Linked DNA regions of Sus scrofa: region 2 is linked to region 1. Evidence: chromatin contacts called from public Hi-C data. All regions are on one chromosome and are shown on one strand. Each heading gives the region's core, a stretch centred on a gene start, on an enhancer-like site or on the middle of the called end of the contact. The rest is flanking DNA. Distances are from core to core; before and after follow the strand shown.

Region 1 (7,797 bases), core at 3,842-6,341:
TCTAATCTCAGCACCACTAAACCATCTTTGCAACAAATACTAAAGGAACTTCTCTAGGTGGAAAAGAAAAAGCCACAACCAGAAACAAGAAAATTATACATGAGAAGGCTCACTGATAAAGACAAACATATAGCAAAGCTAGGAAATCATCCACACCAAAATATGATACCAAAACCAGCAATCATAAGAAGAGGAGGATATTAGAGATGCACAATATTAAGATGCATTTGCAAGTAAGAGATCAGCAACTTAAAACAATTTTGTATATATAAACTCCTATATGAAAACCTCATGGTAACCATAAACAAAAAACCTACAATAGATACACAAACGAACAAGAAAAATCAATCCAAGCACAACACTAAAGATAGTCATCAAACCGCAAGGGAAGAAAAAAGACCAACAAAAAAAAATCCAAAACAATTAACAAAATGGCAATAAGAACTTACATTTGATAATAACCTTAAATGTAAATGGACTATGCTCCAACCAAAAGACATGGCCAAAAGGAGACAAAAACAAGACCCATATATCTTTGTCTACAAAAGATCCACTTCAGTTCTAAGGACATATACAAACAAAATGAGAGGATGGAGGAAGATATTCCATGCAAATGTAAATAAAAGAAAGCTGGAATAGTTAATATGAGTATGTCAATACTCATATCAGACAAAATAGACTTCAAGAAAGAATATTATAAGAAACAAAGAAGAACACTGCATAATGATCAAAAGGTTAATCCAAGAAGATACAACAATTGTAAATACATACGCACCCAACAAAGGAGCACTTCAATGTATAAGGCAACTGCTAACAGCCTTTAAAGGAAAAATTGACCATAACACAATAATAGTGGGAGACTTTAACACCCCATTAACAGCAGTGGACAGATCATCAAGACAGAAAATTCACAAGGAAACACAGGCCTTAAATGATGCATTAGACTTAATAGATATTTATAGAATTTTCCACCCACAGCAGTAGAGTACATATTCTTCTCAAGCACACCTGGAATATTTTCTAAGATAGATCACATTCTGGGCCACAAATCAAGCCTTAGTAAATTTAAGAAAATTGAAATCATATTAAGGATCTTTTCCAACTACAATGCTCGAAGACTAGAAATCAATGACAAGGAAAAAAATGAAAAAAAACCCATGGAGATTAAACAACATACTACTAAACAACCAATAGATTACTGAGGAAATCAAGAGGAAGTGAAAAAATACCTAGAGAGAAATGACAATAAATACACAATAATCCAAAATTTATGGCATGCAGCAAAAGCAGTTCAAAGAGGGAAATTTATAGCAGTACAAGCCTACCTCAGGAAACAGGAAAAATCTCAAATAAACAACCTAATCTCACACCTAAAAAAACTGGTAAAGAAGAACAAACAAAACCCAAAGTGGGTAGAAGGAAAGAAATCATAAAGATCAGAGCAGTGGTAGATGAAATAGAAATGAAGAAAACCATAGAATAGATCAATGAAACTTTAAAGCTGCTTCTTTAGAAAAAAATCAACAAAATGGATAAACCCTTAACCAGACTCATCAAGAAAAAGATAGAGGACTCAAACCAATAAAGTTAGAATTGAAAAAGGAGAAGTTACAATGGACATCACAGAAATACAAAGAATTGTAAGAGATGGCTACTGCAAGCAACTATATGCCAATAAAATGGACAACCTAGAGGAAATGGACAAATTCTTAAAAGGTACAATCTTCTAAGACTAAACCAGGAAGAAATAGAAAAGACGAATGGACCAATCACAAGTACGGAAATTGAAAGTGTGATTTTAAAACTTTCAACAAAAAAAGGGTTGAAATATAATATATATTATATATAATATAATAAGGGTTGAAATATAATAATATTTGATAGAATTCACTGGTGAATTAATACCTACCCTGCTGAAACCTCAAAAAAATTGCAGAGGAAGGAAGTCTCCCAAAGTTATTCCATTAGACCACCATCACCCTGATATGAAAACCAGATAAAGATACCATAAAAAAAGAAAACTACAGGCCAATTTCACTGATGAACATAGATGTAAAAATCTTCAACAAAATACTAGCAAAAGGAATCCAGCAATATATTAAAAGGATCATATACCATAATCAAGTGGGATTTATCCCAGGGATGCAAGGATTTTTCAATATCAATCAGTGTAATACACCACATTAACACATTGAAGAATAAAACTGTGTGGTCCTCTCAATAGATGGCAGAAAAAGCCTTTGACAAAATCCAAAACCCACTTCTGATAAAAACCCTTCAGAAAGTGGGTATAGAGAGAACCTATGTCAACATAATAAAGGCTGTATATGACAAACCCACAGCTAAAGTCATTCTCAATGGCGAAGAGCTGAAAGAATTCCCGTTAAGATCAAGAATAAGACAAGAATGTCCACTCTTGCCACTTCTACTCAACATAGTTTTGGAAGTCCTAGCTAGCAATAAGAGAAGAAAAAGAAATAAATGGAATCCAAATTGGAAAGAAAGAAGTAAAACTATCACTGTTTGCAGATGACATGACACTATACCTACAAAATCCTAAAGATGCTACCAAAAAACTGTTAGAGCTCATCAATGAATTTGATAAAGCTGAAGAATACAAAATCAATACATAGAAATCAACTGCCTTTCTATACATTAACAATGAAATACCAGAAAGAGAAATTAGGGAAACAATCCCATTTACCATTATATCAAAAAGAATAAAATACCTAGAAATAAACCTACCTAAACAGATAAAGGACCTGTATTCTGAAAACTATAAGATGCTGATGAAAGAAATCAAGGATGACACAAACAAATGGAAAGATATACCATGCTCTTGATTTGGAAGAACCAGTATTGTCAAAATGAGCATACTACCCAGGCAATCTACAGATTCAACACAATCCATATCAAATTACCAATGACATTTTTCACAGAATTATATTTAAAAAATTTAAATTTGTATGGAAACACAAAAGACCCCAAATAGCTCAAGCAGTCCTGAGAAAGAAAAATGGAGCTGGATGAATCAGGCTTCCTGACTTCAGACTATACTACAAACTACAGTCATAAACACAATATAGTACTGGCACAAAAACAGAAATATAGATCAATGGAACAGGATAGAAAGCCCAGAAATACACCCAAGCACCTATGGTCAATTAATCTATGACAAAGGAGACAAGAATATAAAATGGAGAAAAGACAGTCTCTTTAGTAAGTGGTGCTGGGAAAATTGGACAGCTACATGCAAAAGAATGAAGTTAGAACACTCTCTAACACCATACACAAAAATAAACTCAAAATGGATTAAAGACCTAAATGAAAGACAGGATACTGTAAAACTTTTAGAGAAAAAAATACGCCAAACACTCTGTGACATAAACCATAGCAATGTCTGCTCAGATCTGCCTCCCAGAGTAATGACAATAAAAACAAAAAGAAATAAAGGGGACCTAAATAAATTTAAAAGTTTTTGCACAGCAAAGGAAACCACAAACAGAATGAAAAGACAACCCACACAAGGGAGAATACATTGGCAAATGAAGTAACTGACAAGGGTTTAATCTCCAAAATATACAAACATCTCCTTCAGTTCAATATAAAAAAACCCAATCAAAAAATGGAAAGAAGATTTAAACAGACATTTCTCCAAAGCAAGACCTATGTACTATCAACAGGCACATGAAAAGATGCTCAACATCACTAATTATAAGAGAAATGCAAATCAAAACTAGAATGAGTTAACACCTTACACCAGTCAGAATGGTCTTCATCAAAAAGTCTACAAACAATAAATGCTTGAGAGGGTGTAGAGAAAAGGGAACCTTCTTACACTGTTGGTGGGAATGTAAATTGGTGCAACCACTATGGAAAATAGCATGGAGATTCCTAAAAAAAAACTAAAAATAGAAATACCATATGATCCAGCAATCCCACTCCTGCACATCTATATGAAGAAAACCATAATTTGTAAAGATGCATGTATCCCAATATTCATTGCAGCACTATTTACAATAGCCAAGACATTGAAGCAACCTAAATGTCCATCAACAGAGGAATGGACAAAGAAGTTGTGGTACATATATTCAATGGGGTATTACTCATCCATGAAAAGAAATGAAATAATGCCATTTGCAGCAACATGGATGGAACTAGAGATCATCATTCTAAGTGAAGTTAGACTAACTAGTGAAAGACAAACATCATATGATATCACTCATATGTGGAATCTAAAAAAAAATACAAATAAACTTATTTGCAGAACAGAAACAGATTCACAGACCTTGAGAAACTTATGGTCACCGAAGGAGAGAGATTAGGGGAGGGCGTGGGAGGGATGGACTGGGGGTTTTGGGATTGGCAAATACACACTGAGATATATGGAATGATTGGCCAATGGGCACCTGCTATATAGCACAGAGAACTCTACCCAATATTCTGTGGTAATCTATGTTGGAAAAAGAGTTTGAGAGAGAATGGATATGTGTATATGTATGACTGAATCACTTTGTTGTGCAGCAGAAATTATCAATCTTATAAAAACAACTATACTTCAATAACATTTTTAAAATTTCATATACAGAATCTCATTAAATTCTCATAACCATTTTGTGAAATAAGTGCTATTAGTGTTATCTTATAGATGAAGAAATTAAGTCTTGCAAAAATTAGGTAACTTATCAACGTTAAAGACATTCTCAAATGGACGTCAGAGTCCAGAGATTGAGCTCTTAAGCTCTGTTCAGTGTAGTCTCCCTACAAGAAAGACACTATCTCCTCCACTTAGCAGATGAGAAAAAAGTGGGTACAAGAAATTAAGTCATCTGCCTATAGTTTCATAGCCAGCAAACCTGAAATGCAAACTCTAGTCTGTTTTGCCTTCAATCTAAATTTTTCTTACAGCATTTTACTGGTTAGTTTGGGCTCCACAGAGCCCAGGTGATGACAACAAGGGGAGAAAGTGAGTTTGACTCTGAGGATACAGCTGATCAGAAAAAGAGGCAGAAGAACCATGGACTATGACCTGGGTATGTTTACCCAAGAGTTTGTTAAATCGTGTTAGCCTGGCTCTGCCTGGCAGTTCGTATTGTTGAAGAGCCCGCCCTTCTCTTTGAGGTTGTTTCTGTGTGTGGGTAAGCAAGTCAATAAGGGCTTTGTGCTAATCTCTGCTCCTTGGGTTAGGATTAGGACTCATTCAACTCGTCTCCTTCCAGCTTGTTTCCTTTCCCTTTCTTTCCCCTCCTTTTCATCATCCTTCCCTTTTTTCAGCTGTTTTATAGACACTTCCACAAACTACACATACTTTTCATTGGTCACTCAAGTAGCACATCACTTCCCCTTTGAGATTACCTTTGAGGCTCATTTAAATTGTATCTTAATCCCCCATCTCTAAAATTGGTCTAAACCTATACATCTATGGTCATTTGATCTTTGACAAAGGGGGCAAGAATATACCATAGAGAAAAGACAGTCTCTTCTTTCTTTTCCCTACCACCAGTTAGTGGTGTCGGAAAAGCTGGACAGATGCATTTAACCAATGAAATTGGAACACACCCTCAGACTATACACAAAAATAAACTCAAAATGACTTAAAGACATATATAAGACACCATAAAACACCTACAAGACACCATAGGAAAATATTCTATGACATAAATTGTGCCAGTGTTTTCTTAGGTTACTCTCCTAAAGCAATAGAAATAAAAACAAAAATAAACAAATGGGACCTAATCGAACTTGTAAGCTTTTTCACAGCAAAGGAAACCACAAATAAAACAAAAATACAACCTGTGAACAAATATTTGCAAACAATGCAATCAACAAGGGCTTAATTTCCAAAATATACAAATAGCTCATATAATTCAATAACAACAACAAAAAAACCAATCCAAAAATAGGCAGAAGACTTAAACAGACATTTCTCAAAATACATACAGATAGCCAACAGGCACATGAAATGATCTTGCTAATTATTAGGAATTTATTATTGGAATTACCACCTTGCTAATTATTAGAGAAATGCAAATCAAAACCTCAGTGAGGTACCACCTCATGCCAGTCAGAATGGCCCTCATCAAAATGTCTAAAAATATCAAATTTTGGAGAGGGTGAAGAGAACAGGGACTCATTCTACACTGTTGGTGGAAATGTAAATTGGGGTAGCCACTATGGAGGACAGAATGGAGATTCCTCAAAAAGCTAAAAGTAGAGTTACCATATGATCCAGCAATCCCACTTTTGCACATATATTCAGAGAAAACTATAATTTGAAAAGATACATCCACCACCATGTTCATAGCAGCACTGTTTGTAATAGCCAAGACATGGAAGCAACCTAAATGTCCATGGATAGAGGAATGGATAAAGAAGATACAGTGCATATATATAATTGAATACTACTCAGCCATGAAAAAGAAATAATACCATTTGCAGCAACATGGATGGACCTAGAGATTATCAAAGTAATTGAATTAAGTTAGCGTAGAAAGATAAATATCATATGATATCACTAATATGAGGAATCTAAAAAAAAATACAAATGAACTTATTTACAAAACAGAAACAGACACACAGACATAGAAAACACTTATGGTTACCAAAAGGGAAAGATGGGGGGGAATAAATTAGGAGTTTGGGATTATCAGATACAAAATGCTATATGTAAAAAAGATAAACAACAAAGTCCTACTGTTGAACTATATTCAATATATTATAGTAAACTAATGGAAAAGGAAAAAATGGATTTAATATCATTCACTTCATAGGCTTTTATGAACATCAATTGAGATAATGATTTAATGATAATAAACATTAATTACTGAAAGAACAGCTATAAAGAGAGAGAAACAGAGCACAAGGTGACCAAGCTAATCTGTAGCAAACTGAAGCCCATGACTTTCAGATAGCAGGAGGGATCTCTCCTACTTTTGTGTTGGCGGAAATGTTGCCAGAGCTCTGATTTTCAAGCATAGTCTGATATAAAATATTCTGTTTCTCTCTTTACTTAAAGCATTGTAGCATTTCAGAAAATTCCTACATTTGCATGTCCAAGTTACATTTCCAAGGTGAGGGCTCAAGTTTGAAAAGAAGTGACATGGCCAAATCAAAGCCAAACCCTTTATGAGACTCTGTGTTGATTTTGATTTAGGAAAATAAAATTCACTATATTGTAGGAATAATTCAACCTATTTATTTTTAAGTTAGAAGTTTTTTTGTTTTTGAAATAATCCAGGCCAAATTTCAGACTTGTTCTCAACCCACAGGATAATAGCTCAGACCTCATTTAGCCACTAGCTCTCCCACATTATGCAATCCTGGGTCTTGTCCTCAGTGAGTACTCCAAAACAACTTCATCCTGTCACATGCCTTCATTCCTTGGACTAGAAAAGAAAAGCAGACCCATGATTCTGTCTTCAACAACACCCAGGACTCATCTCTCCAGAAGTGCAATTGGCTAAGAGCCTCCAGTGTAACCTAAGAAGTACCCACTGCTCATGTCCAAGAGCAATTCAGCCCCCCGCCTTATGCTTTTACCCTTAGAGGTGAATTTTTTTTTTTTGTCTTTTTGCCATTTCTTGGGCCACTCCCATGGCATATGGAGGTTCCCAGGCTAGGGGTCGAATTGGAGCTGTAGCTGCTGGCCTACACCAGAGCCACGGAAACTCGGGATCGGATCTGCGTCTGCAACCTACACCACAGCTCACGGCAACACTGGATCCTTAACCCACTGAGCAAAGCCAGGGACCAAACCCGCAACCTCATGGTTCCTAGTCAGATTCGTTAACCACTGAG
Region 2 (7,797 bases), core at 1,970-4,469, 85 kb after region 1:
CTCTGTTTTTAACATTGTTCATGGCTGGACTGCGGATATAGATGGAGTGTTTGTGTTCCTCTAAAATTAGCGTTTGAACCTAATCCCCAATACATGGTATTTGGAGGTGGGGCCTTTGGGAGATGATTAGGTCATGAAGGATGCACCCTCATGAGATTAATGCCCTTATAAAAGAGGCCCTGGAGAGCTCTCTTGTCTTCTACCACGTGAGGACACAGTACAAAGATGCTCAGCTATGAACAAGAAGTAAGCTCTCACCAGACACAGAATCGGCCAGCACCTTGACCTTGGATTCTCCAGCCTGCAGAACTATGAGAAATAAGCATTGTTTAAGCAGTCTTTGATGTTTTTGTTATAGAAGCCCAGACAGACTAAGACAACATCTGACTCAACTGCTAAACAGAGAGACTTTGGTAAAAATATAGAATTAGGCCAGGCTATGTTCTGAGAGAGACCAACAGACAGACAGATAGATGGACAGAGAATCAAAGATGCAAAATAGTCAATTAGCTCTGATATTCCACTTTTTCAAGCCATACCATTCACTTCTTATTCTTTGATGCTTATGTAATTACCTATTATAGTCATACACTAGAACTCTTATTAACTCCAGCCTGAGTACCTTTATGTTTTTAAAGCCAATATTTCTGACCTAATTAGAAAGGACATTTGGGGATCTATAATTTCTGAGCTTCTCTTACTTAATCTGTAAAATGGGAATAATAATAGTATATTCCTTGTAGGACTGCTCTGAGGATTGTATGTTAGAATGTATGAAAAACTCATTGGATTTCTAGAAACATGGTAGGTGATCAATAAATTGTGGCCATTAACTTCCTGTAAATGTATGTCTCATAAATAAACCACAAATTTATTAAGAATTTACATCATTCTTGATATCCTATCCTTCTATCAGCCTATAAACACACCAAGCCAATGAGTCTTTCTAATTGGTTGGGACACATGGGCCCCTTGATACTACTCAGAATCTCTCAAAAGTGGTCAGATTCCTTTTCTTTTTTCTTTTTTTTTTTTTTTTTTTTTTGTCTTTTGTCTTTTTGTCTTTTGTTGTTGTTGTTGTTGCTATTTCTTGGGCCGCTCCCGCGGCATATGGAGGTTCCCAGGCTAGGGGTTGAATCGGAGCTGTAGCCCCTGGCCTACGCCAGAGGCACAGCAACGCAGGATCCGAGCCGCGTCTGCAACCTACACCACAGCTCACGGCAACGCCGGATCGTTAACCCACTGAGCAAGGGCAGGGACAGAACCCGCAACCTCATGGTTCCTAGTCGGATTCGTTAACCACTGCTCCACGACGGGAACTCCCAGATTCCTTTTCTTTGCCTTGTTCTCCTCCACAAGTTAAGATGAGGGAAGAGCAGGGTGGTGACAACTGTCTAGAAGTTGGGCCATTTCAAGTTATGAGACCACACTGAAGTGAAAGACCTTTCTTGTCTCTCTGCTATGTGGTCATAGGGTAGGCCTACCATGGCTCTCTACACCTGCATCAGTAAAGTTAGAAACAGACAATAGTGTTGTTTCCTTCACAATTTCAGAGAATGTTAACAGACTGTATCTAATTAAGTAGTTGAATGCACTATATTCTGCAACTGTTGGTAAAAGATGTGAGATTTACTAAAAATCAAACTCATATTCTCTTTCTCATACTCTTGGGACAAAGACAATGGACATGCAGAGTGAGCTTTCTTGACTAATTGGCAATATGAGCAGTACTTTGTTTCTTTTTTTGTTTTGTTTTTAAATAATGATTTTTATTTTTTTGTTTTGTTTTTAAATAATGATTTTTATTTTTTTCCATTATAGCTGGTTTGCAGTGTTCTGTCAATTTTCTACTGTGCAGTATGGTGACCCAGTTACACATACATGTATACATTCTTTTTTCTCATATTACCATGCTCCTTCATAAGTGACCAGACATAGTTTCCAGTGCTACACAGCAGAATCTCATTGCTAATCCATTCCAAAGGCAACAGTCTGCATCTATTATCCCCAAGCACCCCATGCATCCCACCCCCTCCCCCTCCCCCTTGGCAACCACAAGTCTGTTCTCCAAGTCCATGATTTTCTTTTCTGTGGAAAGGTTCATTTGTGCTGTATATTAGATTTCAGATATATGTGATATCATATGGTATTTGTCTTTCTCTTTCTGACTGAGTTCACTCAGTATGAGAGTCTCTAGTTCCATCCATGTTGCTGAAAATGGCATTATTTTGTTTCTAACTTAAATATCTTCTCTCTAAAAAGCATCCTAGGAGTTCTTCAGTCAGAATGCCCTCCCTCTGATCTAGAATATCCCAGATGGTCTGACTTGCCTGTATCTTTTCCCCCTATAGACTGTGATTTTACTTTTATGCATAATCATTGTAGCTAGTATTTATTAAAGGCTGTCCTGTTTGTCAGGATCCCTGATATATGTTCTAAAGTATTATCTCATTTGTTCATCAAACAACCCTTTCAGGGGTCCTACTATTCATCCTCACTTTACAGAGAGGGAAACTATGGCCAAGGACAGTTGAATAAGCCCAAGTTCACACAGCTGGTAAGGATAGGGTCTGCTCAAATCCAAAGCCATGCCATAACCACTGTCCCATACAGCCTCTTGGTTCAAGTAGAGGCCACCTCTTATCCATGATTGTCACACCACTGTACCCACCCGAGTATCTAGGATAGAGAGGTTCTCAGTCAGTGCTGACTGATACTGAGTGGAACAGAAGTGCCAGAAACGTTTAGTACCTTTGCTGTCACTGATTGGTATCTGATGTCTCTATGGTGAGAAGAGAGTGCTGGAGCAAACATCTGCCTCAGGCTTGTAGCTCTCTCTCCATGTTATTTGTGTTGCTTTCTGACTTCTCCTCCTTCCTCACTGAATCATGTGGATTAGAAATTGGAGCTTAGTTCACACAAAGGGAAAAGAGAACTCTGAACACTCTGTGTGGAACTAAGAGAAGTATGGCATCCAGGAAAAAGATAAATATAAATATTTATATATATATGGAAATATTTAACCTAATTAAGTCAATATGTAACCTGAAATCATCATATTGCCAAAAAAGTCTATGAGTGCTGATTCAGTGCCCTTTCTTCCTGATTTGACTTGGTCTGAGAATACGCTGGTGGGTGTGGCTTAAAGATCCCAGATCACATGTGTGGAACTAGGTGTTACTCAAGCAAATAAAAATCTGCTCAATATATCTGCTGTACGTACTTGAGCAGAGGAGAATCTGCAAGAATTCACATCTCCTGGCCTGCAGAGAAAGCAGAAACATGAGCACAGCAGGAAAAGTAAGGGAAAATTTTTTTTTTTTACTTTTGGAATTATATTCTAATTCATATAATACACAAAGAGCTATAGAATGTAGTGAATAATTTAAAATGCATATACAAGTGAGAAGCAATATATACTGAAATACAGCATAGAATATATGCTTCAATGTATGCATATTAAACTACAGTTGAAGTGAATTATTCTTAAATGTCTTTAACAAATATGTATAGAATCTATACCTATTAAAGTCTATATTAAATAAATGTGCAGTAGTTATAAACGATCATGAGTAATTTGCAAATCTAAAATTAAAATGAAATGTTTTTAATCAAGAAGTTATCTTTATATTAAGAAAGTTTTCTTTATAGTAAGAAACCATAATTTAAATGTGCTATTCTTTGTAATCATATTCTTTTTATGAATACAGGAAAGTTAAGTGTGACAAAAGTTTCACTGCTCTCAAAGCATTAGAATGATTAAGACTAAGCAAACTAACATCAATATGCAAATTCTGCTTTAAAAGGCACAATTCAAGAAATTGCCATAGAAATCCTATAGAATATCTTTCCCATAATAAAGTCAATGTGATTTTACAAAACAAAATTAATACTGATACAGTTTGAATCACTTATTAGCACTGGGAACAGAAATATCTGGTTCTAAGTCTTCCACAGATTCATATTTATTTGTTCACTGTGCTTACACATGCAAAGAAATGCATGTAGTTATTAAATACAATACAATTTTAAGACTTTTGCTTACTGACAAAAGTCTGTGTAACTGTTTCCAGTAGGTTTTGCTGTGTTAGGAGTGAATTGTACAATATAATATCTTGCTACAATAACTATTGAAAGCTTCTGAGTTTCTACACACAACATGACACTACAGGCTTATATCAAAAAGACTGACTGGAAATCACAGGGGTAACCAATTGTCAGTGTTCTTATTCTGACTATTTTCATTCATTGCCGATTAGCATTGCAATGGCCTATTACATTCCAAATGAAGAATAGACAGGAAAAAGAAAAATTAAACTTGCTGAAACCCAGCTTAAAAGAAATAATGAGGAATTCCCATCATGGCTCAGTGGTTAACTAATCCAACTAGGAACCATGAGGTTGCGGGTTCGATCCCTGGCCTCGCTCAGTGGGTTAAGGATCCAGCGTTGCCGTGAGCTGTGGTGTAGGTCGCAGACGCAGCTTGGATCTGGCGCTGCTGTGGCTCTGGTGTAGGCCGGTGGCTATAGCTCCAATTAGACCCCTAGCCTGGGACCCTCCATATGCCGTGGGTGCGGCCCTAGAAAAGACAGAAAGACAAAAAATAAATAAATAAATAATAAAATAAATAAATAATGAATTAGGGAGCAAAAGGATAAACCAAATATATTAATGAAAATCATAAATTATAGGCTATCAATCTTTTCCCCTCAGGTGCAACATCGAAAACTTTTATCTTTACAACACTTCATTTATGGTTACTCTTGCCTGCATTATATTTTCTTCAGAGGCTAAATGGCAACAGTAATAATACCTACTTTATAAGGTAGTTGTGAAAATTTAATATTGGAGAGCATTTATAATAGTGCCTAGTACATAGAAATAATTCAATATTAGTCATTGATATTATTATTATTGTTGTTACTGTTAACCTGAATCTTTTGTTAATCTTTTACTACTGTGGAGTAATGAAAAGATAAAGTGGGATATTAATTCTCTGGACAGACAGCTTTGTGACTTTAGTTAAAGTACTTAGCTAATTACTGAGTCAATTGTGCCTCAATCTTTTCATCAGTAAAATAAGACTAATAATTCAGTAATACTGCCTCTTGAAGTTTAAACGTCAAGCATATAAGTCACCCAGTGCCTCCATGTGTGACTGCTACATCATCGGCACCCAATAATCAACACCTATCTACCACTGGTGTGTTATTTCCAAGTACGCTCATATTTATTGTGTCACTGACCATGACAAACACTCTGCAAAGTAGGAGGATCTGGCATATAAATAATGACAATAAATTATCAGATAAATTTCAACTGAAATTTTGATTGTTGCAGTATTTCAGTTCTCTCTAGAAGAAAACACCCAACTATACAAGCTTGGCAAAAATGAAAAGTCCTATACTACATTCTGAAGCACTGAAAATATGTGTTCAACTTTTATTTGTAAGAACATCTGTAGGGAAGCTATGCTAGCTAAAATGTCAGGCACATAGTTCTCTCATTTTTAAGTGTGTGTGTTTATGTGTGTAGCTTTAGCTCTGCAGTTTTTGGCTCTGGAAGAAATCGCTATACATAAATTATGTTGCACAACAGAGCTGCCAAATCTAACTTTCAAATGAGTAATGCAAAGAAGTAGCACACAGAAGGAGTGGAGAGAGAAAAATCAAAGGAACAAAATAGGCACATAGAGAAAGAGAAACCCTCAGCAGGAAGGCAAGCATGTAACTGGAATCAAACTCAGACTATTTTGGTTTAAGTGGATAATTGAGCAAGAGGACAATCAGTTTCACATGAACAGTCAGCAAAATCACGGTGATTTAGAATTTAATGTATAAGCCAACAGTTTGGTGTAAACAGCCAATTCCAGGACACTAGGAAATAGAAATAATTAACAATGCTTAGAGAAAAAAACATGGCATTCTTTCTTCATAAAATAATATATTCCATTTAAACTCAATGTTTCATTATAGTTAGTTCTGTTTCTCTTTAAGTAACTTTTTATATTTTTTATAAAAAGTTACTTTTATTCTTTTCGTAAATCAGAGGTTCTTCATTTTTATGAAACAATGTTAGGTTCCAGACATGGGGCTAGATGTTGCATCAGAAAAGGGGCTAGATGTTGCATGTAAAAAGATGAGAGACAAAATCTCTGACTTCGGGGTGAGGAAATACCAGTATCATCTGTCTGTTCAATTTCCAGGTAATAAAATGCAAAGCAGCTGTGCTATGGGAGCTCGAGAAACCATTTTCCATTGAGGAGGTGGAGGTCGCACCCCCGAAGGCCTATGAAGTTCGTATTAAGGTAAAATATTTTCTTCACGTCTACTTAATTTTAGGTTTAAAAATTTCAGAGAGTAACAGTGAAGATAACCAAAATTCATTAAGATTTTTACATGGTCATCCAGACAGTGGAATTATATTTGTTATCAAGGAAATATGTAAATACACATTGTTAAAATTTTTAAAAGAGACCAAAGAGTATATACTGTACAATCCTAATAAAATAAAATAAAGAATTTACATGTTAGTACAGAAAAAAGTACAAAGAAACACATAGCAAGATTTCAAAATCAACTAGCTTTAGATGGTGGAATTTTTTTTTATGCTAATCCGCATTTTCTACTTCTATTATAAAAGGATACATTCTTGGAGCGCCCATCGTGGCACAGGGGAAACAAATCTGACTAGGAACTATGAGGTTGCAGGTTCGATCCCTGGCCCCGCTCAGTGGGTTAAGGATCTGGCATTGCTGTGAACTGTGCAGACACGGCTCAGATCTGGCCTTGCTGTGGCTCTGGCGTAGGCCGGCAGCAACAGCTCCAGTTAGACCCCTAGCTTAGGAACCTCTGTATCCCAAGGGTGTGGCCCTAAAAGGACAAAAGACAAAAGACAAAAGAAAAGGGGGGTACATTCTTGTATATTATGTAAGACTTAAATATTTCAGGAACAATATTTCACAGATTATTCCAAATTGTTTAATGCATGAAAGGAAAGTAGAGGAGGCTGAGTAATACTTGGGAAGAGTATGAATTATTAGCAAAATACTTGAAAACTCTTCAGTGCAATTTCAGGAAACTGGGTATGTTAAATCTATCTCAGGGTCATAATCTTTTCTGAGTCTGATCATCCTCCTTTTACTCTGTAGATGGTGGCCACAGGAATCTGTCGCTCAGATGACCATGTGGTTCGTGGATCCTTGGTCACACCTCTTCCTATGATCCTAGGTCATGAGGCGGCTGGCATTGTGGAGAGCATTGGTGAGGGGGTGACTACGGTAAAACCAGGTACAGAATTCACTCTTGGGGAATGTGCCTTAGCTCAGGACACCAAGATCATCCAGCCTGGATGATGGAACTGAAATAATGAGCACAGCTGAGCTGGGACTGGGATAGAGGTCTCTTCCTTTCCCTACTTCCTACCTGACTCAGGCTTGTATGCATTCATGCACTCTTGTAATCTCTTCCTCAGCAAGTATTTCTTGAGGACCTACTAGAGGTCAGGCACCATGTTAGATCCTAGAATCGAAAGAGACCCAGCACCAGCCAGGGTTGGGTTCATAATCAATTAATTCCCATTTCAGTGTTGCTGAGCCCTGGCTTCTCTCGGGTCCAAAGAGAACTACACATGGGACAAGAATAAAAAAACTGTCTCTGTCCTGAGCCTCTAGACCAGTGTATGGAACCTGTTCTGTGTGGACTTCACACATTGAGAGCTGTGAGGCTATGAGTAAATCAACAAAATCCTCTCTTAGATAGGAAGTGGAGCCCATTCCCTGGTTTCCCCTTCCAACAT

What was found. Hi-C and Micro-C count contacts between places; a contact is called where the count stands out from the background.
Region 2: a Hi-C map of liver shows a contact between it and region 1, with 6 times the contacts expected there. The contact joins the promoter of ADH1C here to the enhancer-like site in region 1. A contact is called at or near these places in 5 of 47 Hi-C or Micro-C datasets (heart right ventricle, liver, skeletal muscle and 1 more).

Annotation. Positions count from the first base shown.
Region 1 is chr8:120,999,075-121,006,871 of Sscrofa11.1, forward strand. All of the region lies in intron 5 of C8H4orf17, which reads right to left. Among named protein-coding and RNA genes, the nearest start is that of ADH1C, 86 kb to the right of the region's middle. Within about 2 kb of position 5,092, at least 5 of the 83 cell types and tissues checked have an H3K27ac peak or open chromatin away from gene starts, as enhancers often do. A contact at or near this core is called in liver, where this site is marked.
Region 2 is chr8:121,086,200-121,093,996 of Sscrofa11.1, forward strand. It overlaps ADH1C (alcohol dehydrogenase 1C (class I), gamma polypeptide), which reads left to right and starts at 3,220. Exons shown (of 9, transcript NM_001243939.1): 1 at 3,220-3,300; 2 at 6,206-6,307; 3 at 7,151-7,289. The coding sequence starts at 3,283. The region is part of intron 4 of C8H4orf17; the gene reads right to left.